Linked DNA regions of Mus musculus: region 1 is linked to region 2. A link is a contact called in public HiChIP or PLAC-seq data. All regions are on one chromosome and are shown on one strand. Each heading gives the region's core, a stretch centred on a gene start, on an enhancer-like site or on the middle of the called end of the contact. The rest is flanking DNA. Distances are from core to core; before and after follow the strand shown.

Region 1 (6,644 bases), core at 232-2,731, 2.2 Mb before region 2:
CTGTGAAGTGTTCTGTGAGTGGTCCATAGTGAGTCCACCACACTACAAGCACCTCTCTGAATAAATCTTAGCTTGGCATTTTCCTGCAGTAGAAGCTAGCCAGCTTGGCCTTGGCCTGGGGAGGGGACCCAGGTGAGGCAGCTCTGGATTTTTCCAGCGTGGTCTCAGTCACCTGGATTGTCTAAGAAACCACTCTCCGCCCCCACTCCACCCCACCCCGTTATCTATATCACTAGCAGGATCTTCCCTGAGGCCAATGAAAAAGGGAAGGGGACCAAAAAAATAAAAAAGGAGGGGAGAGCTAGCGGGATATGGTGGGATTATCTGTTTATACCTAGGGTGTTCCTTACTACACAACTTTATGACCCCAGCCAAACTGGTTTCTGCCAGGCAGAGAAGGACCAGCGGCTGCGGGCATCATCCGCTATCTTTCCTCTCCGAGGTAGGGTGGAGGACACTTTCCTAGGGTGTTCCAAAGCACACCACTGTTCCTCCTAGCGAGCTTCTACCCTCCTGGCCCTCCACCGCACCCGGGGTGTATCCAGGCTCTCGTCCCTAGGACTGGTGAGCTGGGATAGCATAGAAGCCACAGCAGCACCCGGCCTGTGATCCTCCTGCTCTGGTGGCCCAGAGTTCCCCACCTGCGCGTGACTCCTCCTCCTGTCTCTATTCCGCAGCGTCCGCACCCTGGCGACACGCTGTTTTGGCGACCGCACCTGCGTCGGGGTAGGGTAGGGGACACTCTGGGGATAGAAGGAAATGCAAGGAGGGTCTTGGGAACACCCCGGTGCCGGGTGAGCAACCTCGCCTACGGTGGAGGGGGGGGGGGTGCACTGTCTGGAGCCTCCCACCCGCAGGCTGCGGCACCGATGCGCTGTCCGCGGTGCTGACGCCGGCCGGTCGCTCGGTCGGGAGGGGGAGCAGACGCCCTGGTTCCCGCCGCGCCCGGAGCTCATAGAGGCTGCCTGTCCTCGGTTCCCAAACCGTATCTTTTCACCCAGATGACTCCGCCGGAGTCCTGGAGCTGCGGTTGGACCCAGGAACAAAAGCGTGAGCAAAGGGAACTTAAATTTCAGGCTAGAGCCCGAGAATCGAAAGTCGGGTTCGGCTCCCGAGGGCCCCCAGTCCCTGAGACCTCAAAGCACCAAGTTGAACAAAGTTTCCCAGTGGCTTGAGAAAGGAAGACATTTCGGAGCCCAAGCGCGGGGAAAGAAGGACGAGGTTTTTTAGCGAGCTGGCATCCAGAACGGCAGTGGGACACCTGCTCTGGTGGGACGCACTGTTGCGGCCAGAACGACCTGGAGGCTTCGCAGCAGCCCAACTCTCCACCCATTCCTCCCTTCCTCACTCATCCCTCCCCAACACTCCGCCCCGGGCTCGGATGACTCCGCCTCTCCGTGTCGGGTAGCTCTTCAGCGGTAGCAGGGAAAGGAAGGGAGCGCTTCCCCGGAGGACAAGGCTGGGCTCTGAGGCTCGGAAGCCGACGCCGCCAGCTCAATTATAGGGGAGGAACAGGACTGCTCGCACAGCCTGCGCCTAGGCGAAACCGATCCCCAGCAGCCTCATGGAACGCTCCAGAGGACTCCCTCTGTGCCCTGCCACCGTGCTCCGATCCTAGGCGTCCGGACTCTACGGTTCACCCTGCTCGCAGCCCGCGGCCTGTCCAGAGTGGAGTATGCGGCCCGGAGCCCCATGGACTCTAGCCACCGGGGGCGCTGGCCTAGCTTCGGAGGCAGGAGCCCGAGGGCAGCAAGTGAGGAGCCGCGAGAGGCTGTAAGGCGTCGGGGCGCGGAGAGTAGCGCTCCAGCCCCGGTGTCCGCTGGGCCGGACGACCGGTGCGCGGCCTGAACGCCCGGCAGGAGGCGGATCGCCCTGCCGTCCCGGTTCCGGGAAGACTGCAGGGGGGCTCCGCTGCGGCCCCTGACCTCTGGCCACCATCCTCACGCTCCTGCTCCTACGGCGGGGATGTCACGGCCTCGGCTCCGAGCGCCGCCCCAGCCCCGGGGCTGAGCTGCGGACCATGTCCTCCCGCAGCCCCCGGCCCCCGCCCCGCCGCTGCCGCCGCCGCCTGCCGCGCCCCTCCTGCTGCTGCTGCTGTTGCCGCCGCTCGCACCTCAACGAGGACACCGGCCGCTTCGTGCTGCTGGCGGCGCTCATCGGCCTCTACCTGGTGGCGGGTGCCACCGTGTTCTCTGCGCTCGAAAGCCCGGGCGAGGCGGAGGCGCGGGCGCGCTGGGGCGCCACGCTGCGCAACTTCAGCGCTGCGCACGGCGTGGCGGAGCCCGAGCTGCGCGCCTTCCTCCGGCACTACGAGGCCGCGCTGGCCGCCGGGGTCCGCGCCGACGCGCTGCGCCCGCGCTGGGACTTCCCTGGAGCCTTCTACTTCGTGGGCACCGTGGTGTCGACCATAGGTGAGCGGCGCACCCCGCGCGTCTTTCCTCTGCGCGCCTGTCACTCGCTGCCCTTTCCACGGATCGGGGACCGGGCTGGCGTCCGCGGGATCCTCCTTTCCGTATTGATTTTCCTACTTTTGTCTCACTCTCTGTCCTCTCTCGTCCTCCTACTTTTCTTTCCTGCATTCGGAGCGAGGGGTTTGCCCGAATGGACCATCTCTAGCTCTTTCCAATCGGCTAACACTCATTGACTGTGTGTCAATCAAGAGCCAAACACTTTGAAGGCTCCTTGTTCAGCCTCTGCGCCTTAGTATTGTCCTCTGTAAGAGCGTATGTGAGAATGTATGTCAAGGGCTGCTATTTCCTACCCAACCCAGCCCTTACTATCCTCAGGAATGATTATAAAAGCCATTTCTGCATCCATTCTCAGCGTTTTAATTTCCTCCTCTTCTGTTGACACTCCCCCACCCCCTCAAAGTAAAATCCGTTATTCAAAAGCCAGTCCTTCCGCTTAACTGTTTTACACCATTCCCCCTTGGTTTCCCCCTTCACACACCCCTAACTTCTCCAAATTCTTGACCTCTTGTCTTTGTTTCCCCTTTTCCAACCAGTAGTGGTGCCAAACAACAGCCAGGGGATAGTCGCCTTTACATTATACTTTGATATAAACAGCTTACATTTTCGTAACCTCCGGGGAAAATGTGCAGACTCTTCACACACACACACACACACACACACACACACACACACACACACCTACCTCTGCTTTTTTTTTTTTCAGCTAGATTGAAGTCTCCTCCAGCCACCACTCTGTCCGCCCACTTCCTTTCCCCCGAGTTTGGCATCATGTAAAACAGCCACTTCCCCCATCTATTTAGGTGTACAGAATGCAGAGGAAACAGATTTTGATAAGACTTGCTTGTGCCTCACCTACTCCTTTTCGGAGTCTCAGGGTTGGAGAAGCGCCTGCTGGTCACACAAGTCGTCCCAAGAGATCCTCTTCTACTGATGCAATTTAGGAGAAAGGGGGCTGTACTTTCTGGGCTGTGAGCTGAGAAACTTTGTGAACACATTTCCTTGTGCCAGTTCAGAGCATGAGGCACGGACTACCCACCACCTGCCTGCTGCTGCCTGGTAGCTGGACAGAGGTAGCAGCTTTGTTCAGGATATGCACAGAGGGAGCTCTCTCTCTCTCTCTCTCTCTCTCTCTCTCTCTCTCTCTCTCATCTGTGAAAGTGCTTCCTTGTTGACCACCATTTTTCTTCCGTGTCATGCTTGATCTGATTATTTTAAATAGAAAAGGCAAATATGGACTGAGTCCGAAGTCTATACAAACTAGATTTTTTTTAAAAAAAAAATACCCTTTAAAAATATATCATGTTGTTATGGTGATTGAAGATATAAAATGACCCCTTCTCAAAAAATCCCCTTTTGAGAGCTGCATCGAGTTGCTATAGCAACTAGAGGTGGCTTTTTAAAGTGCTTTAAAAGTACTAAGGATGCTTAATCTTAGAGGATGACATCATGTGTTTATAGTTCATTGTTAGCATGCACTCTTCTGGTAAACACTCCCTGCTACCCTTCTACCTACAGGGATACCTGTGAACAGGCTACATCACAGTATCTTTCTCCCAGTGACAATCTCTTGCTTCCCAATGGAACGGCAAGATAAGCAGAAGCTGTTGCCAGTGTGAAGCCCCAACCCCACCCCAAGACCCTACTCTTGTGGCCTGTACTCATGTTGTGGTTCTCATGGGCTTTGCTGTCCCTTCAGAAGCTGTGATTCCGAACCCAGGCTTCACTCTTGTCTTCACGGACAAAATCAAGTCAGCTTGTTTGAAGATTGCTCCATGCCTCAGTCTTTATTGTCAGGACTGGCTGTTCTCTAGTCAAGTGGAAAGGAATCGTGTTCTCTCTTGATTTGTGGTTTTAGGTGTAGGAGGCAGTGTGAACAGGCTATACCAAAGCTCGTGGCTGTGGTACGAATGACCTAGCATGTTGCTTCCAAACTCTGCAGGGCAACATTAGTATCAGCCTGTGGATACTGAGCTGGCCCTCTGCGGGATACCAAACCGGCCATATGAGTAGTCTCTGCCAGCTGCCTGCCTGGTGCAACACTGGGGGGTAGAGGTTTAAACTGATCCTCTTAGGTCAGTCAAGTGAGTTCTGCTGAGTTGCCAACCACATGGCTGTCCTTGCCACCTTCTCTGTGGAAAGAGTATTTGGATAAGATTTCAGTGAAGGGCAGTAGTGGCCCACACCTTTAATCCCAGCACTTGGGAGGCAGAGGCAGGCGGATTTCTGAGTTCGAGGCCAGCCTGTTCTAGAGTGAGTTCCAGGACAAGACAAGAGAAACCCTGTCTTGAAAAAAACAACAACAACAAAACCACCACCACCAACAACAACAAAAAGGTTTCGGTGAAGACCTACAGTGTCCATTTCTTTACTCCCTATATTTTCATTTCCCTTTAAATGCCCAGCTGTTATCATTACTGATGCATTGATGAATGCAAACATGCAGGGAAGCACAGCCCAGCCAGGGATCTTTCTTCTGCCACCTCAGCCTCTGAGGAGAAAAGCTATTATGTTCTGGGCTTTCCTTGATCCGTGACCATCACAGAGTCTGTGTGGGTCATGCAGCAAGGTAGAGTTCAGGGATCTACTTTTGTATCCTGCCGAGTGAAACAGAGTATTTCTCTTGTTGTTGTTTATCTGGATTCTAGTTTTAGTGTAGACAACCCTTCATTCCATAACTACCAAGTATTGTGTATATCAGGCCCGCCCAGTGCTATATTTTGAGAAAAAAAAATCCATCTTTGTTCTACTTGCCAGGGGGTTTAAGCATATTCTGATACAGGCAGCTGAGACGCAACATATTTAGCCATCGTCACTAAAGATGACCAGAACACAGAGACCATTGGTCAAGTCTGTGCGGTGTACTGTTAGGAGAGTTATACAAGGTCGTACGGTTGGTTCATAGAACACTAATTTTATACACATAGCAGTGGGGAATATTCTTATGTGAAACTGAATTATTAATCATGTACATCTATCTACCTGTGTGTTTCTGTCTCTGTCCTGTCTTCCCTCCTCTCTCCCTTTGTGTGTGGTGTTTGTGTGTGTGTGTGTGTGTGTGTGTGTGCGTCTGTATAAATCTGACACTAAGGCAGGGACTCGTTTGCTGGTCAGGCCAGTAACTGAGAAAGTACAGAAAAAACTTGAAGGATTGCACAGATGTTACAGGCAGACGAGGCAGAAGCAGCTACAGGCCTTAAATGGCTGGAAAGGCAAAAGCCAACACAAACTCAGAAAGTCAGAGACAGGAGACAAGTGATACCGAGAAGGAAAATCCTGGTGAAGTCCGAAAGCTCATGCTGTCAAGAGCAGGAATTCAGGGGAGGTAACAAGAAGGACAGAGTTGCCTTTCAACAGTAGGCAGCATAAAGGAAGGTTCAATCTGGCCTTCAGTCTGGCCATGTGTACTCAAGGTCAGATGGAACACCGTAGTGAGAGGGAATGTTTGCCCTTGAAAGGGGCCCCATCTCCTGAGCTGGGTGCTTTGCAACTGTGTAAACACACACACGTGTGCGTGCTGCACAGATCTTGTGGGGAAACGTGCCTACAATTGCTCAGCAGTAGCTGAGGCTGTACAAAAACTCTGAGTAGCTCAAGCAAGATGTTTAAAAAGTCCACCTTATACTCTAAATTATCCATCTTGATTGCTCACACAGATCTGAAGTCATGGGTAATTACTACTTCTCGCATTTACCCTCTGTGACATGCTCCCTAGGGGGTTGGAATTGAGCGTATTTTAATGTGAACATGTTTGTATCTGCATTCCACCATTTAACAAATACCCAAAGCAACAGAACTCATGGCAGATGCAAGCATGGCCTTTGGCGCACTGTTATCTGTGTCTTCTGGGATCAGATGTGCTGGCAATGAGGACAGCAGCGCTTGCTCCGCGAGTTGCTGAGTTGCTGACTGTGTTCTTAACAGCAGCACTCTGGCTTGGAGAAACTCGGAGCGGTCCAAAGGATATTAATCCATCACTTCACGTCTTAAAGGATGCTTTATTGGGTTTCTTTGAAAAGATTAAAAGGAAGCTCTCCCTTAGGGCTTTAATTATGCATCTGCTGTCAGATTTACACATACAGAAGAACATATTTAAAAGTCTTTCTCAAATGGCAGCTTGATCGAAACAGAAATATTTTTGCTTCCTTCTCTTGGGCTTCCTGGCAGAGCTTTTCA
Region 2 (6,572 bases), core at 1,849-4,348:
GTGGGCAACTGGAACATGGACAACTCTTCCGGGGGGGCCCTGGAGCCGCCGCCGCCGCTGCCGCCGCCTGCTCCGCCAGCACCGCCGCCTCCCGCACGGTTCCCGCCGCCGCCTCCTCCCGCGCCGCCGCCGCCGCCGCTCGCACCGCTCCCGCCGCCGCTACTCGCCAGAAGTAGGGAGCAGTGGTGAGAATCGGCGAAGTTTGGCAACAAGAAGTGGGAGGAATAGAGATCTAGGGGGGAGCGGAATACCATGGACTGACCTGAGAGGAGAGGAAAAAATTCAGGGAGAGGAAGAGAGAGGGGAGGAAGAGGAGGAGAGGGGCGATGAGGACCAGGAGGAGGGAGAGGAGAGGGGGGAGGAGGAGATGGAAAGGAGGGGGGAGCAGAAGGAGAAGGAGGGGGAGGAGGAAGGACGTAAGGGACACCCACACCCCACACACATCCACATACACACACACCCGCGCAGCCACATAGAGAGGGAGGAAGGAGAGCGGCCCGGTGCGCGCGCGCAGAGAGAGAGAGAGAGAGAGAGAGAGAGAGAGAGAGAGAGAGAGAGAGAGAGAGAGAGAGCGCGAGCCCGAGGCAGAGAGAGGGAGAGGGAGAGAGGAGAGCGAGAGCCAACCACGGCCGAGTCAAGATTCAGCGATTCCACAGCAATCGCCCTAATGACAACAGCCTCATAATATCTCCCCTAAATCCACAGTGAGTGCAGCATTGAAACATTTTGTTTCGCTTTTCTATTGGTCTGTGGCGTGTCGTTGTGGCGTTGCCACGGCAACCACTGCCAATCACTGTCAGCCCTGCCAATCAATACTGAGAACGTAAGGACGGTTTTACCACTTAGCCGGAGGGGGGGGGGGTGAGGGAGAAGAGGGCGAAACAGAATTAAAAAAAATCTTTGCAACTCTTAATATCCTCTCTCTCTCTCTCTCTCTCTCTCTCTCTCTCTCTCTCTCTCTCTTTCTCTCTCCTCTTCCTCCTCCTCTTGCTCAAAGAAGTTTTGATCAAAAATTCGAAAAGGAATAGGAGTAGAGTAGTTGAATGCAGCGAGCTATTCGTTACACGGAGTGTTTGGGGTTAGGAAGAGACTCCAGCCTCAGGAGCACCAGGCAGCCTTAGATGAGGCTGGGGATCAGGTGACCTGGCAAGGTTTGCACATGGTATCTCAGCCACCTCCTTCTGTCTATGTGACCACTGGTCAGGAAGAAAGAGGAGAGATGACGAGGCTCACTGCATAGTCACCGTAGCAAGCTGCTGGGGGAGCCTAGATCTGGGAGACAGAATATGGTACATAGGGAGTTGAAGCCAGGGCTAAGATTAACAAGCAGGAGGCTATGAGGCTTTCCTGGCCAGTCAGTGCCCTTGGACTACATTTCCCAACTCTTTCCACACCATTGCACAGTTCTGCTCCCAGCCAAGCATTGGTGAAGTTTTCCATCACTATGCATTTTATAACAGTGGAGACATTACACTTTCTCTGTCTTCAAAATCAACTCCACTCTTTGTTCCCCCACCCCCCAGACTTCAGCTGTCTCCCACAGTGGTAGACTAGCAACAGGAGGCCAGAAACCTAGGGACTCTGGACCTAGGGGAGGATGCCCACTTTTCCTACCATGGGTACAACCCCTGTCATGCCCAACATCCCCCAAAAGATACAGAAACTTTAGAGGCCACCCTGAGTAAGCGCCCAAGGCCTGAAAGCTCATAATGTAAATAACTACAATACATAATTAAAGCCAAAATTCTCCATACATAAAGCAATATCATAACCCTGAAACAGACTCCCCTTGTCCAAAGAACTCAGAGTGTCTTTCCTGCCTGCGGCTACCACAGCCTCTGGGCCAGGCCCGGGCATTTATTTATTCTTAGGTATGTTGCTTGTGAGAAGTTGTAATCTGCATCTTGAGGCCGGCCTCCCTTTGTGAGGCTTCTGTAACTATGGAAGTGTGATTTACGCAGATTTGTCCGGGTCAGAGACATCTTTCCCTACGCACTGTGTATATTTAGACAGGATTCGGACTGGTGTTAAAAAGTGTATATGTTGAATGGATTCACACACAGTAGCTAACAATGCCCACATTGTCGGCCCATGTACAACGCGTATTGAAACGCAGCGCCCAGACTTCAACTAATCTGCCCTCAATAAAGCTGAAATAATTATCCTAAGCTGCCTTTCCAGAAGAAAAATCATTGAGGAATTCAAAACTTTTTTTAAAAAGATCTTTTCTACATTCCGATGCAGATCTGGGGGCGCGGCGCCGGGTACACACCACTCAGGAGAGCTCAATGAGGGAGAAGTGGAAAAAAAGAAGTTGTGGGAGAATTTAAACGTGAACCCAACTGGAGGCTGGAGCCAAAATGGTCGCAGGCCCTAAATCTCAAGCTCGGATCTTTCTTAGGCCTTGATCCGACAGTGCCAGGTTTTAAAGGGCCGAGGAGTGCAAACTCGGTTTGAGGGTGACACCGAATGTTTGGGTTAGGCTAGGGGACTATACTGGCTCTTTAGCAGGGGGCAGCTCAGGGGCCTAAACTCGCTGACCAGGGCAGAATAATGTTCACCCTAAAAGGTAGATCCGTCGAGCCCCACTTTTGGCGGTCTCTCTCTCTCTCCAAACATCTTCATCTGCACCAGGAGTGCTTTTCCGCTCAACTGCAAGGCTCTGGGCGGTCGCTCTTTGCGGGCCCAGAAAGAGCCCAAAGGTTGGGACACAAAAACAGACACTTCATCTTTTCTTCCGGACCCCTTTCTCTTGTAGGGGGAAGGATTATAGACTGAAAGGTGGGAGGGAGAAGGGGCAGGAGGAGGAAGCAGGGGGAGGAAGGAATGAAAAGGGGGAGGGGAGTGGGTATTGTGCCGCGTGTGGAGGGGGAGAATTCCTACGGGTGGGTTTCCGAATATTGTGTTCAACTTTTTGAAAGCAGCTCGTGACCCCGAAACTGCATCCCCCGGAGCCGGGGACCCAGGCGCCAGGCGGGCGGGTGAACCCGGCCAGTCCCTCCCAATCCCCGCAACCCCCCGCCTCCGAGTGGGGGGGATCCAGGCCTGGAGGGAGGCTGGGCAGGTGCCGAGGGCTGTGCCGACAGCGCTGAAATCGAAAACCCTCGCCACTCATGAAGAACTGAGGCAAAAGGATCACAGATGCTGCTCGGGGCCAGCCCTATACTCCCTCCAGTGCCTGGTCTCCGGTGGACCCGCGGGGCTCTGCAGTTCTCTGGCGGCCGCGCCTTGTAAGCGCTAAGCCGGGAGGAGGGCGCAGGCAGGGCGCACAGCTCTGAGCGCGACCCTACCCGGCTCGGGCCCGCAGCAACCCCGACTGTCCGAGAGCCTCTCCCCAAGCAAGGCTCTGCGCCGCCCTCTGAGCCCACCTCCTGGCCACAACGCTGCCTGCGCTTCTCCAGCCCAGGCCGGAAGCCCTATGCTGCCTCCCGAAGCCGGTAAGTTGAGAGTCCTGAAAGCTGAGCAGGGAGGCGGGGCGGGTGGTTCCTGATGCGTTTTGTAGGACTGGATCCCGCCGAGGCTCCGCAGGGTCTTGATCTAAAAGGTTTGGGTGTGTGCATTTTTGGAGAGGGTGTCTGTGAACCTCTGGAGTCTCCCCAAAATCCCATTCGCTGAGCATTGGTGAGAGGAGCTGGTGCAAAGGACCCAGGCTGCTTTGCTCCCTGATCTGGGGTGGGTAAAGCGAGGGCTCGGAATGGAGCCCAGGGCACTTCCAGAGTGGGTGGGATGCTGAGCACCGCCTGCACTCCGATACTCTCAGAGCCACAAAACCCTAGGGGATTGGCTTGTAGGGCCTCTAGATCTCTTCTCTCTCTCTCTCTCTCTCTCTCTCTCTCTCTCTCTCTCTCTCTCCTCTCAGACTCAAGGACTGGGGACTTGGTGGATCTATGGCATTGGTACCCACAGAGGTCACCTGCACAGATAAATCTGTCGCCACCCTTCAACCCTGGCCTACCGGATCTGCGGGGAGAAATGCAGCATTTGAATTGGGGAGTGTTCAGTCCTGCTCTGCGGGGCATTTATTTACAAATATCAGCTGCAACCCAGCCTTGATAACGTCTCATACAGTCAGAGGACTTTGCGGGAAGCACACTTCCTCCTTGTTTGGGGCTACAGGGAAAGCCCAGGAAAGCGAGTCCCAGAAGGCCTGGGACAGCTACACCCAGTTCACCCATGCTCAACCCGGAACAGCCGACCCAAACGGTCAGGAAGGTTTGTCCTGGGGGCAACGCCTCTTCCGGGCTCTAGGACATTGGAAGACAGAGAGATTGCTGGGTAGCGGGTGGTCTGGGCCTCCCCGCAAGCTGCAAACGAAGGAGCTTGGAGCAGACCGCCAGGGAGGGCGCAGGGGAGCGCAGTACTCAGGCGGAGAGGCCCCGAAGCCCTTCAGGGACTCCGATTACTTTCCTTTGAACAACAACAACAACAACAACAAAAACAACAACAACAACTGCTCCCTCCCCCTTATATCCCCTCCCTTTTTTAGCCTCCGGGCACCAGGCTTCCACGTAATTGTCCTTCTGGACAGTAAACACAGCTCAGTTGCCTCAACTTTCCTGGTGCATAAAAGTTCCCGGCGTGAGGGGAAATTTGAATATTTGATCAGCCCCTTTGAGTGACCCTCATTAGCCTGGCGCCCTGCTAAGGCCCCACCATTGCAAAAAAGCTGCTGGGCCCGGCATTTGTACGCCTTGTTAGCGCTGCTTAATGAAGCCGCCCCGACGGCTCAAAGGCGGCCTCTGGGGCCGGCAGCGCGCACCTCTCGGCACCCCGCTCTGCCTAATGAGCCCCGCCGCCCGCTAAAGGCCCTTCCACCCCCCACATCCTCAAACAAGAGGGGTTTGGCTCCGTCTAGGACCTGAACACCTCCCACCACCGGGCCCAGGAGGGTGGGCACAAACCCAGTCTAGCTGGCTACACGGTGATCTAGCCCCTGGAGAAAGAAGCCAGCTACTTGGAGTATGCAAGCTAAAAATGGTTGTGTGAGTGGGAAAGTAGGGAAGTGGATTTTACAGCCACTAGGTCTAGCTCACCCGTGGGTACCACGAACTTTCCCCCACAGGGCCAGCTGTAAATCAATTAACCAGCCCAGCTCCTTAAAGGTGCATCTGGACTAGTGTTAGAACGTCAGAAGGGCTGGTACACAGGGGAGGGTCAGCTTTCCACTCCCCCCTCAAATTCCTTTGCTCTGGTCTCCCCAGGAGGCCTGGCACTTCTCCCCAGGTGGCCTCACACTTTCTGGAAGGTCAACCTTCCAGGCAACTAGAACTCTAGGCCTGTATTTGAGAAAGGATGGGCAGGTTCAGTTCACACCCCTCGGAGAATGACTTCCAGTTTCACACAATCCCATCCCTGGTCTCTCTTCCATTGCGTTTATAGCCATGGAGAGGTCTGAAGAAGTTAGCCCAGGAAAGACCACGCTCCTTAGGCAAGACTGGGACCCCAAAAAAACCTGGACGAGAGGGGGAAAATCCTAGGAAAAGGGAGTGGAGACAGCCACCCACTAGGACAAGCATCTACTCCTTCTCTCCTCTTCTTGGGCCAAGGAACACAGCTAACTAGTTAATATAAGAAACCATTAGAAACTGCACTTCACTCCTCAGGAAGAGTTGACATCTCTCACTGCCCTCTCGCCTCCATTGTTCTTTCTCCTGGACAGTTGGAACTCAAGGTCCCCTTTCACTCCCTTCTTGAGTACCCCTAGCACTTGCTGGGTTGGTGGAGCAGGGAACTCTCGGTTCTCCACTCAGGACTTTCTGGAAGCCCATCTTCGTATGCTCACCAGCCCACCCTCCTACGCTGGTCAGAGTGAGATTGCTAACCTCAAGACCCCATTCAATGCCAGCTTTCAACTACTGCTGAAGACCAATGTAGGTCCTGGAATAGAAGAACTGCAGAGTGTAAGTCTATTTGACCGGCCCCTCCTCCCTTCCCTCCTTCCATTCGGCTCCACTCCCGAGCCCAGCCCCCTTTCCATTCAATGACCCCCTAAACTAAACCCAAGCATAAACTCCAGGATCATCTCTGAGCCGGACCACAGTAGTGCCCAGGTCACGATCCGTTCTAAGGGCAAAAGCAGCGGCAGAAAAGTCAGGGGCGGGTGCTCTAGGAGAGAGGGAGACCTGAAACGGAGGGTAGGATTCAGTTCCGAGCCCACCGGCTGCTGAGGGGAGGAGGCGAAAGGAGGGGGTTGGGAGTCCACGGGCATTGGGTCGGGGCAGCAGGGACTTCAGGCGACGGCGTGGGGGGCTAGATCCGGAGGAGAGGGGAGGGGTGGCGGGGGTCGGAGGAGCACGCAGGGCGGAGGGGTGTGGGGCTCTTTAAGAGCCACACGGCTAGCAGGAGAGGCGTGCGGCCCTGTGCTGGTAGCGCACTGACCCCGAAGGGGATTTAGCGGGAAGGGAGCGACCGGGTTCTGGGGGCTTTGTCCGGGGGCGCCCAGAAAGGCCGAGGCACAAGAATAAGAAGCGGCTGCAGCGTGAAAGGCTGCGAGGAGCGGCGGCGCTGCTGCTCTTGACTTCTGAGCAGGGCTTAGAAGGCCTGCCCCGGCTTAAGTTGAACTGAGGGTGCTG

The links. HiChIP or PLAC-seq counts read pairs in DNA pulled down with a chosen protein or histone mark.
Region 1: an H3K4me3 HiChIP or PLAC-seq map of embryonic stem cells shows a contact between it and region 2, with 12 times the contacts expected there. The contact joins the promoter of Kcnk12 here to the promoter of Six3os1 in region 2. A contact is called at or near these places in 2 of 39 promoter capture datasets (embryonic stem cells and liver), 5 of 484 Hi-C or Micro-C datasets (all in embryonic stem cells) and 3 of 115 datasets of contacts at active chromatin or transcription factors (all in embryonic stem cells).

What each region holds. Positions count from the first base shown.
Region 1 is chr17:87,792,831-87,799,474 of GRCm38.p6, reverse strand. Kcnk12 (potassium channel, subfamily K, member 12) reads left to right here and starts at 1,481. Exons shown (of 2, transcript NM_199251.1): 1 at 1,481-2,411. The coding sequence starts at 2,021.
Region 2 is chr17:85,614,922-85,621,493 of GRCm38.p6, reverse strand. Six3os1 (SIX homeobox 3, opposite strand 1) reads left to right here and starts at 3,098. Exons shown (of 4, transcript NR_038085.1): 1 at 3,098-3,437; 2 at 5,751-5,900. Six3 (sine oculis-related homeobox 3) reads right to left here and starts at 660. Exons shown (of 2, transcript NM_011381.4): 1 at 1-660. The coding sequence starts at 254.